3 separate regions of the Sus scrofa genome follow, and regions 1 and 3 are each linked to region 2. A link is a contact called in public Hi-C data. All regions are on one chromosome and are shown on one strand. Each heading gives the region's core, a stretch centred on a gene start, on an enhancer-like site or on the middle of the called end of the contact. The rest is flanking DNA. Distances are from core to core; before and after follow the strand shown. Region 1 holds the start of IFRD1 (interferon related developmental regulator 1). Region 2 holds the start of BMT2 (probable methyltransferase BMT2 homolog). Region 3 holds the start of LSMEM1 (leucine-rich single-pass membrane protein 1).

Region 1 (2,700 bases), core at 118-2,617, 420 kb before region 2:
ACCATGTGAATTAGTAAAATAGGGATACACAAATAAATCTGGCAACATTATTATGCATGAAATATGGTGAAATGACTGGCAAGATCCCTTAAAATGCCCAGGCACCAGCTGAGGTCATGTGTGACTGGAAAAGAGCACATGAACTTCAGAGTTTTATGGTAATACTGATGGTTTTAGGGAAACCATGTATGAATTTGAGTCTTTGAATCTGGACATATGGGAAGATAGTAGTACTGTGAACATACACAAGGAAGGCAGGAAGAGAGAAATACAGTATTAGAGATGGTGGATTGAGGTGCATATGGAACATGCAGGTGTAAATGTGCTACAATGCAATTGAAAAGAAAATAAGAGAAGGAGCTCAGGAGAGAGGTGGAGTGGGGGATGAATCACCTACACTGAGGTGAATCAGTCACTATGGTCTGTCATAAGGATATGAGCTTAATAACAGGTCCTAGATACCTGACGAATGCAACAAGGAAGACAGAACTCTTAGGAGCACCTGGGAAAATAAAAAACACTGCGATTATTGGTATTCATAGCCCATGTTTGTTTTATCAGCTGTTAAGTTACCCAAACCCAATTCTTATCCCAGGCTGACCTCCTAACTGGCAGGCAGAATTGTCAAAAGGACACATTCTTGTACAGAAACCTGAATCGCCAGATCTTTCCGGTGCAGAATAGACGAAACACACGAACTACACGACTAAGTAGATTAAAGCACACCTTTCTGAAGGTTTGGGGGGCACAAGAGCCCTGAACCACAATTCAATGGTAGATACTGATGATCGCTAAACTAATAATTAAAAGACTAAAACCATGGGAACATTCCTAAGGAGGGGGTATGGCTGTGCCGGGGCAGAGGACGCAGGCAAGTAGGGGAAAGGTGAAGGAGAAGAACACGATCCTCTGGAGACAGACCAGCCACGCGGATTGCTTAGCTCCCAGTTGGAAGCGGGCTGTCGTCATCCAGCATACCCGCGGCATTGCTCACCATCCATGACCACCTTCGTCAATTCCAAGGCGGGGCTGCGGGGAGAGAAGGGAGGGGTTACGGGAAGGGAAGTGCGTACAAAAGCCAGTTGGGAGGAGCTGGGAGCCGGCTCCCCCGTGAGACCACATTTCCCAGACTTCAGAGCGGCAACTAAGCCTGGCTCCCTGGGCGCCGCTGGAAGACTTGTGGCATGGGATCGGTAGTCAACATCCTTCGGCCGCCCGAAGTAGACTTCGGTGGGGGGATCTATAGGGATTGGCTAGTGAGAGTTCGAGTCCCGCCCATATATGGTGACGACAGGCAGCTGTCTTGTACTTAAGGCGTCGTGGCCGCGACCGCCCCGCCTTAGCTCCTGCGCTAGAGAGAAACATGTATCGTTTCCGATCACAGCTCTTCACGGGGATTTCTGCTGCCGCCACCGCCCACTCTTACCCGCGCCGCTTCTCGCCTCTGTTGTTAGCCGAAGAATCGCCTCTCAGCCGCCCGCCGCACAGACGCACGAGTAAAAAGTGCAGCTCCATTGGCTGATCCTCGCTAAGCTCCGAGTTTAGGCGGCACCGGGCGTCCCACGATGCCGAAGAATAAGAAGCGGAACACACCCCACCGTGGTGGCAGTGGTGGCGGCGGCTCAGGGGCAGCCGCAACGACGGCGGCGACGGCAGGTAGGAGGGTATCCCCGCCACCGGCATCCCAGTTGCCGGCCGGGCTAGCGAGTCTCTTAGTCTTGGGCCCCGTGGGAGTTGTAGTTCTTTTCCTCTAGACGTTTGCGTCGGCGGGGCGCCTGGCGTGCCGGGGGAACTACACTTCCCAGTGTGCCCCGAGGGCCGTACCTCGCGCGATTTGGATCTGGCGTGCGACCCGAATTCTTGGGCACCCGCCTTGGGGGCAGGGAGGGGACGAATGGGTCCTTGGGATTGAGAGTGGGTCAGGGTCGAGGGTGACCGGGAGCTGGGAACTGTTCTCAAAGGCTGGTGTCTGTTCTCTAGATCACTCCCAGACGGAGGGGGCCAAGCTCGGAGTTGTGTCCTGCTGTCACTGGTCGTTTTTGACTACCCGGCTCCAACATGGAGTTCTCGGGAATGCCAAACGTCCGGCGGGTTTGGACCGGCTCTTGCGTCACGCGGCCTGGGCCTTGCGCGGTAGGGCAGGCGTGACGTGTAGGCGCCCGTGTGGCATCCCGTTCCGCTGCCTTCTTGCTCATCCCGCGTGTCCACGTGGCCCGGCGGAGATGTCGGATGCTGGGGGCCACTGTCCCAGCTTAGGCTCTGCTCCTACCCCTCCCTGACCCCGAGCCCCCAGCTCTTCTGTGACCAGTCGAGGTGACCTCTTGCTTCCCTGAGCCGAAACCTCGTCCTCCTTTGTGCAGTATTCTCTAGGTTCTCTGCTGGGAGCCCGTGTTAGGCGGGGGTGGGGGGTTGGGGGGTGGAGAGCTCAGATTGCAGTTGGCCAAAAGTTTAGGTTTTTGTCTTCTCTTTGCAAAGCTGAAGCTTTTCCCGGATGGGTAGGTGCTTACCTGAATTAATGATACATTATTCCTCACTGTACGGTTAAGAACAACGGACTGAAAGCAGAAATTCCTACGAGACACCGTACTAAAAACTAGTGTTAAACTGGGTAAAAGTCATCTCATTTAATCCTTTTTTGAGACTTTGAAATTAAATATCGGAATATTCTCAGGTGTTATCATATCGGAATACTAGCCATAC
Region 2 (2,700 bases), core at 130-2,629:
ACCTGATTTTACCTGCCTGTTCCTTCACTCATAATTTTGCTTCTAATCCTAACTTAACTAAGTATAAGAGTAACACAAGAAGGCTCCCACTTTTCAGTCTTCTATTATTGCAATTAAACTAAAGCCAGTGCAAAAAAGAAAGTTATTCCTCATTTTGATCCTTAGAAGAAATATCTACTGAGCACATAAAAAATTTGAGAATTTTCACTGTCGATTTCCTATTAAAAAAAGCTCTGTAAAAAAAGCCTACATTTTAAAATACTAAGGATACCTGTAGATCCCAACTATAAACACTCCTCAGGCCCAACGAAAAGCTACTACAGCTTCTTCTTTTGCTCAAGATCTTCCATAAGAGAGGTCCCCAGCAATGGCAACCGGAATCTGTCCCCTTAGGAGAGTTAGTAGTTACACAGACCATTCGAAAATAAACAGTATTTCGAGCACCTGACCCAGATCTCTTCCTCTCCCACCTGAATAATAAGATCCAGAATTTGAAGAATGGGGGAGGGGGGCAAGGATGGAGCCCCTCCCCCTTTTAACAAGGTGAAGTCCAGTCAGCTAAAAGGCCTGCTGACTTGGCAGCCCTGGAAGCCAAAGCGAGGAAGCTCTTGCCCGGGCTAAACCCGCTGGAATGAGGTACTAGGTAGGGGGTCTGACGGGGCAGCAAATCAAACAGGCAGGTCAAATGCGAGGGAGTGCTTCTTTCAGTCCGTCTTTCTCGAATGGATTCTACCTGCCTTCGTGTTTCAGCTTCAGGTCTCTTGCAACAAGAGACCTCCACCTCCTGGGTGAGGGTCTATGTGTTGTATGTGTGGTGACAACAATCTCAGCACCCCAGCTGGGGACAGGGATGGGAGGAGGTGGGGACTCGGCTCCTCCAAAGGCCTGGAACGCTCCTGAAGGGCCCTCGAAGAAAAGGGGGCGGGAGGAGCGCGCCTGACGCCTACAGAGGACTCGACCAAGAAGGGGGCGTCCAGGCCTGGGTGAGCGGCCCTGGCAGGGGCTGACGTGCAGCTCCTTCAGGTTGTAATGGTGGCCTCGGGGGGGGGGGGAGGGGAGAGGTTGACAAGGGGCTGGGGGCGACGAGGCCGCCGCTTCCCCCCCGCTCAGCTCGCTGTTTACCTTCCCGGTACTTCTTGCGGAGCCGCCGGTGGACGCTCTTCACCACCCCGGAGAGCTTCTCCTGCTCCAGCTTCCGCTCTTGCTCCCGGGGCGGCGGGGTGCTTAGGGGCCCGGCCCCGTGCCCGCGAGCAGCGCTTCGGCCGCCGGCCCCCGGCTCCATATCGCTGCCGCCGCCGCCCCTCGGGCCCCCGCGGACGCCCGCCTGACGGAGGAGGTGGGGAAGGAGGAGGCAGCAGCGGAGGCAGCAGCGGGAGGAGGCAGCGGAGGCGGAGCGACGGCCTTGGAGGTGGACCCTTGCTCAAACACCCAAGCTGATTGGCGAACTCTGGAGGGCTGGGCGGAAACGGAAAAGGCCAAGGGCCAATGGACAGAGAGCGCTAGGGGCGCACCCGCTTGTTTGGGAAGGCGAGCAGCTGGAGGAGGCGGGGCTTGCAGGCTACGTTGTCGAGGCGGTGGCACTAGGCCAGACGCTTCTCTCCTTTCCCCGCCGCTCCTGGGATCCTGTGCGCAGGCGCTGTGGTGAAGCCACGGGAGACGCGCTGTGAGCCACGCGCTTGCGCGTCTGAGTTTGCTTAGGTTGGATTTTGTTCTCCCGCCCAGCTCTTTCACATTTTTCAGCCATTACCCTTCCTGCGAGTTATATTCTGGCATGATGTGATCAGGGTCCTCTACCTGAGCTCCCGCTGCACCTGGTCAGTTGTAGGTTCCCTTTAGCTGCATAGCGCTGAGAAGGGCTTTAGAAATGAAGGCAGCACTGGAATTTTGTACTTTAAGGAACCCAGGCATGGATGCTTTGTTAGGTGCAAGAAGAGGTCTAGCTAACAAGTACTGGTTTAATTCACGGGCCAGCAGTGGTTAATGCCTCTAGTTCCAGTGCTGAGCAAAAGACATAGAAATTGGAGAAAGGAGAGGGTCAAGAAAAACAATAGAAGATGGTGGAAAAGGGAGAATGGGTAGTTAAGAATCCACAACAGATGCACTCAAGAACTTTTATGGTGGTCCTCCCGGGTGTCAGAGAAAGACTGCTTTGGTCTAATTCGCAACAGAACTTGAAACAGTTTTATTTAAAGATGACCTGGATGACCTCCCACCCTTTAATTTGGTGGGTTAATCTATGCGGAGTGTGCCTAGGGGGTTTGGCAACTTGTTCTACCTCCTTAACTCCTGATTTCATGGGAAGCTTATGGGGAATGTGGTTACAAACTTCTGTCCCAGAAAGGTGGAAAGCTCTTTTCCAAAGAAAAGACTGCATTAGCTTGGAAAGTGGTACTTGGGCTGCTGGAGTGTCAGAGATTCAACCGGCTGAGAGCCCTTAATGAATTGTGCTAGGTTGTAGTTTTCAACTCTCCAGAGTTTATAACTCTCCAGAACATAGGGGGAATAACAGGGAGGAAGTAAAGGGAGAAATTGGTGAAATTTAAGATGGAAGATGTGTCCCTACCTGCCCAATGAAGAAGCAGATCAGACACAAATAAACTTCATAAGAACTAATTGTAATTATGAAGAGAAATTAAACGCACATGCCTAACAAGATGAAGATAGGAGATTTTATTTGGGAGGGGATTTCATTTGGAAAAA
Region 3 (2,700 bases), core at 43-2,542, 390 kb before region 2:
CAGTAGTATCTCATCAAAAATACTCAGGGGGTGATGTGTTCTTGTTAATTAAAATTTCTGAAGAACTGAAACACCCTTTAAAATTTTTTTTTTAACTTTGAAAAAAATTAACTAGTTCATTACTTTTTGAACTCACATTTTCTTAGGGTTCTGGAAGCATATTTTTTACACATGCTAGTAGGTTTTAGGTTTTACTGGGAAATTGCTGAGTTTCAAGATTTTATTTGTTTGTTTGTTTATTTATTGTCTTTTTAGGGCTGCACCCATGGCATATGGAAGTTCCCAGGCTAGGGGCTGAATGGGAACTGTAGCTGTCAGTCTACACCACAGCCACAGCAACTCGGGATCCCAGTCCTGATTTCGACCTATACCACAGCTCACTGCAACACTGGATCCTTAACCCACTGAACAAGACCCGGAATCGAACCTGCGTCCTCATGGATGCTAGTCAGATTCGTTAACTGCTTAGCCACAATGGGAACTCCTGAGTTTTAATATTTTAGAGTGCAGTTTAGTCTGTTTAGTAAATGGCTGATTTTTTTTTTTTCAGATCTTCTATAGGTGTTCTTATTTTTTTATTTCTGTATTTGGTTTCTCCTAACTCTGGTCATATTTCTGTTTATTCTGTAGCTGTGTATTAAAGGAAATTTTAAAAATGTTAAAGGAAGTAAATAAATAGTGTGTTGTCACATTAAAGGCAGGTATGAAGTTTATTACATTGCTTTTACTAAGATCTAGATATCACATGAGGCTCTTTACCTCAATTTTATTTGTCAGTGTACTATTAACTGCCTCCAATTCTTTTGGAAATAGGAAGATTTAAACCCTAAATAAAATATTTTATGTGTTCCACCTTAACATAAGTCACTGGCTTCTAGACCTTTATACTGCACAAAAGTACAGTTTTGTATTAAAGCCTCATCAGTTAGAACGGTTCTCAGTAATATTTTCTCCCCTCAGCATCTTTATGGCCACAGGCTGCCTCACTTAATTTTGTCTTTCTGGGTGTTTATGCATAGTCGTCTTGCACACAAGATTTGAGGCATCTCACTAGCGTATGAACAATGTGATAAAAGAGAAATATTGAAAAGTCAATTACAAAATTAAAAAAGAGACCCAAGGGAAATATAGGCAGAAGTGAGAAATCTGAAGAGGAAAGCACATATGCATGTAAGCAGAGTATTAAAGCATTAAAATGGGGCCCACGGCAGACGCTGAGCTTCCTGGCAAGCAAAGCAAAAACAAGAGTTGCCCCCACAAGGGAGTATTTTCTTTTGGACAAGCAAAGCTTTTCTGGCCCTTCATTGGGAAGTAATTCGTGTGGGTGGTTCTTCAAGTGCCTGCCCAGCTTCCTGTGGGCTGTGATCCTGGCCAAGTCCAGCTCCCCAGCCCAGCGTCCTGCGTTTAAGGTCCGCGTTTTCTTCCGGGGACAATGAATCGTTCTTCCCAGGACACCGGCTCTCGCGGCCTTCCTGAAGAAAGAAAGCTTTACGTTGTGGATTCCATAAATGACCTAAACAGACTAAACCTCTGTCCTGCCGGATCGCAGCATCTGTTCCGTACGTGAGCCCTCCCAGGCTTGGCGGCCCGTCCTGGCTTCTAGGCCACCTAAAAATAGCCACCGTCCAGCCAGACCTGTGGGCGTGGTGGGGGCTGGGTGGGCATTAGGACGGCTCCGCGTTAGAAATGCTGTTTCGTATTAGGCAATTTGTGCTTTTGTTTTCTGAATGCTTGCCAGGCTTATGGGCTTTCTTGGCTCTTGGCAAGATTTGAACTCTTGTCTGCAAAAGTCCCGAAAAGTCCCTGTGGCCTTTCTCCCCCTGGAAAGGGGTGGAGGCTCCCGAGATGGGCCCCCAGAGGCTCACTCATCCTCCTGGCTGCTTTCGTGCCTTCTAGTGACCACAGGCAGGTCACCTGTGGTGCCCGCTTTCCTAGAGAGGTCTTACTCGGAGCGGATTGCTGAGAAAATGTTCCACGCGTTTACCTAGTTTTTGAAAAAATCATTAGTTTTTTGGGCAAAAGAGTCAACTTTTTTTTTTTTTTTTAATTCGAAGATTGCCCCAATTAAAGTATTAGAAAAAAGAGGGGGAGACTAAAATGAAAATCTGTTAAGTACCAAATAACTTAATGTGGGAGTTCCCTTGTGGCTTAGTGTTTAAAGATTTAGCATTGTCACTGCTGTGGCTCAAGTTTGATCTCTGGAATGCTTGCATGCTGTGGGCGTGCTCCCGCCCCCCCAAAACCCAACAAACTATAAATGTATGTCTTGTCCCTTAAGTATTACAAATGAGTTCTAAGATTATTAGAACCCCATCTTTTCTAGCTTCAGTGCTGACTTTCCAGCACAGGTGATAAATGCCCCCTTGGTTTGTTTCGCGTACACTCTTAAACTCTTACTCTCTCAATTTATATCTATTATTCCCCTTCTAAATAATTTTTTTTTTTGGTCTTTTTGTCTTTTCTAGGGCTGCACCAGAGGTATATGGAGGTTCCCAGGCTTGGGGTCCAATCAGAATTATAGCTGCCGGCCTATGCCACAGCCACAGCAACTCGGGATCCGAGCCGCGTCTGGGACCTACACTGGATCTTTAACCCACTAAGCGAGGCTGGGGATCAAACCTGCAACCTCATGGTTCCTAGTTGGATTCGTTAACCACTGAGCCACGATGGGAACTCCCTAAATCTTTTTTGAATTCTTGT

What was found. A called contact is a pair of places that touch in the nucleus more often than the background predicts.
Region 1: a Hi-C map of skeletal muscle shows a contact between it and region 2, with 3 times the contacts expected there. The contact joins the promoter of IFRD1 here to the promoter of BMT2 in region 2. A contact is called at or near these places in 2 of 47 Hi-C or Micro-C datasets (heart right ventricle and skeletal muscle) and 2 of 2 datasets of contacts at active chromatin or transcription factors (alveolar macrophages and skeletal muscle).
Region 3: a Hi-C map of skeletal muscle shows a contact between it and region 2, with 5 times the contacts expected there. The contact joins the promoter of LSMEM1 here to the promoter of BMT2 in region 2. A contact is called at or near these places in 2 of 47 Hi-C or Micro-C datasets (both in skeletal muscle) and 1 of 2 datasets of contacts at active chromatin or transcription factors (skeletal muscle).

Annotation. Positions count from the first base shown.
Region 1 is chr18:33,219,638-33,222,337 of Sscrofa11.1, reverse strand. It overlaps IFRD1 (interferon related developmental regulator 1), which reads left to right and starts at 1,367. Exons shown (of 12, transcript NM_001007519.1): 1 at 1,367-1,656. The coding sequence starts at 1,566.
Region 2 is chr18:32,796,957-32,799,656 of Sscrofa11.1, reverse strand. It overlaps BMT2 (probable methyltransferase BMT2 homolog), which reads right to left and starts at 1,379. Exons shown (of 5, transcript XM_021079235.1): 1 at 1,123-1,379. The coding sequence starts at 1,282.
Region 3 is chr18:33,189,502-33,192,201 of Sscrofa11.1, reverse strand. It overlaps LSMEM1 (leucine-rich single-pass membrane protein 1), which reads left to right and starts at 1,292. Exons shown (of 3, transcript XM_003134769.5): 1 at 1,292-1,559. The coding sequence starts at 1,433. It overlaps LOC106506809 (a long non-coding RNA gene), which reads right to left and starts at 288. Exons shown (of 3, transcript XR_002340212.1): 1 at 1-288.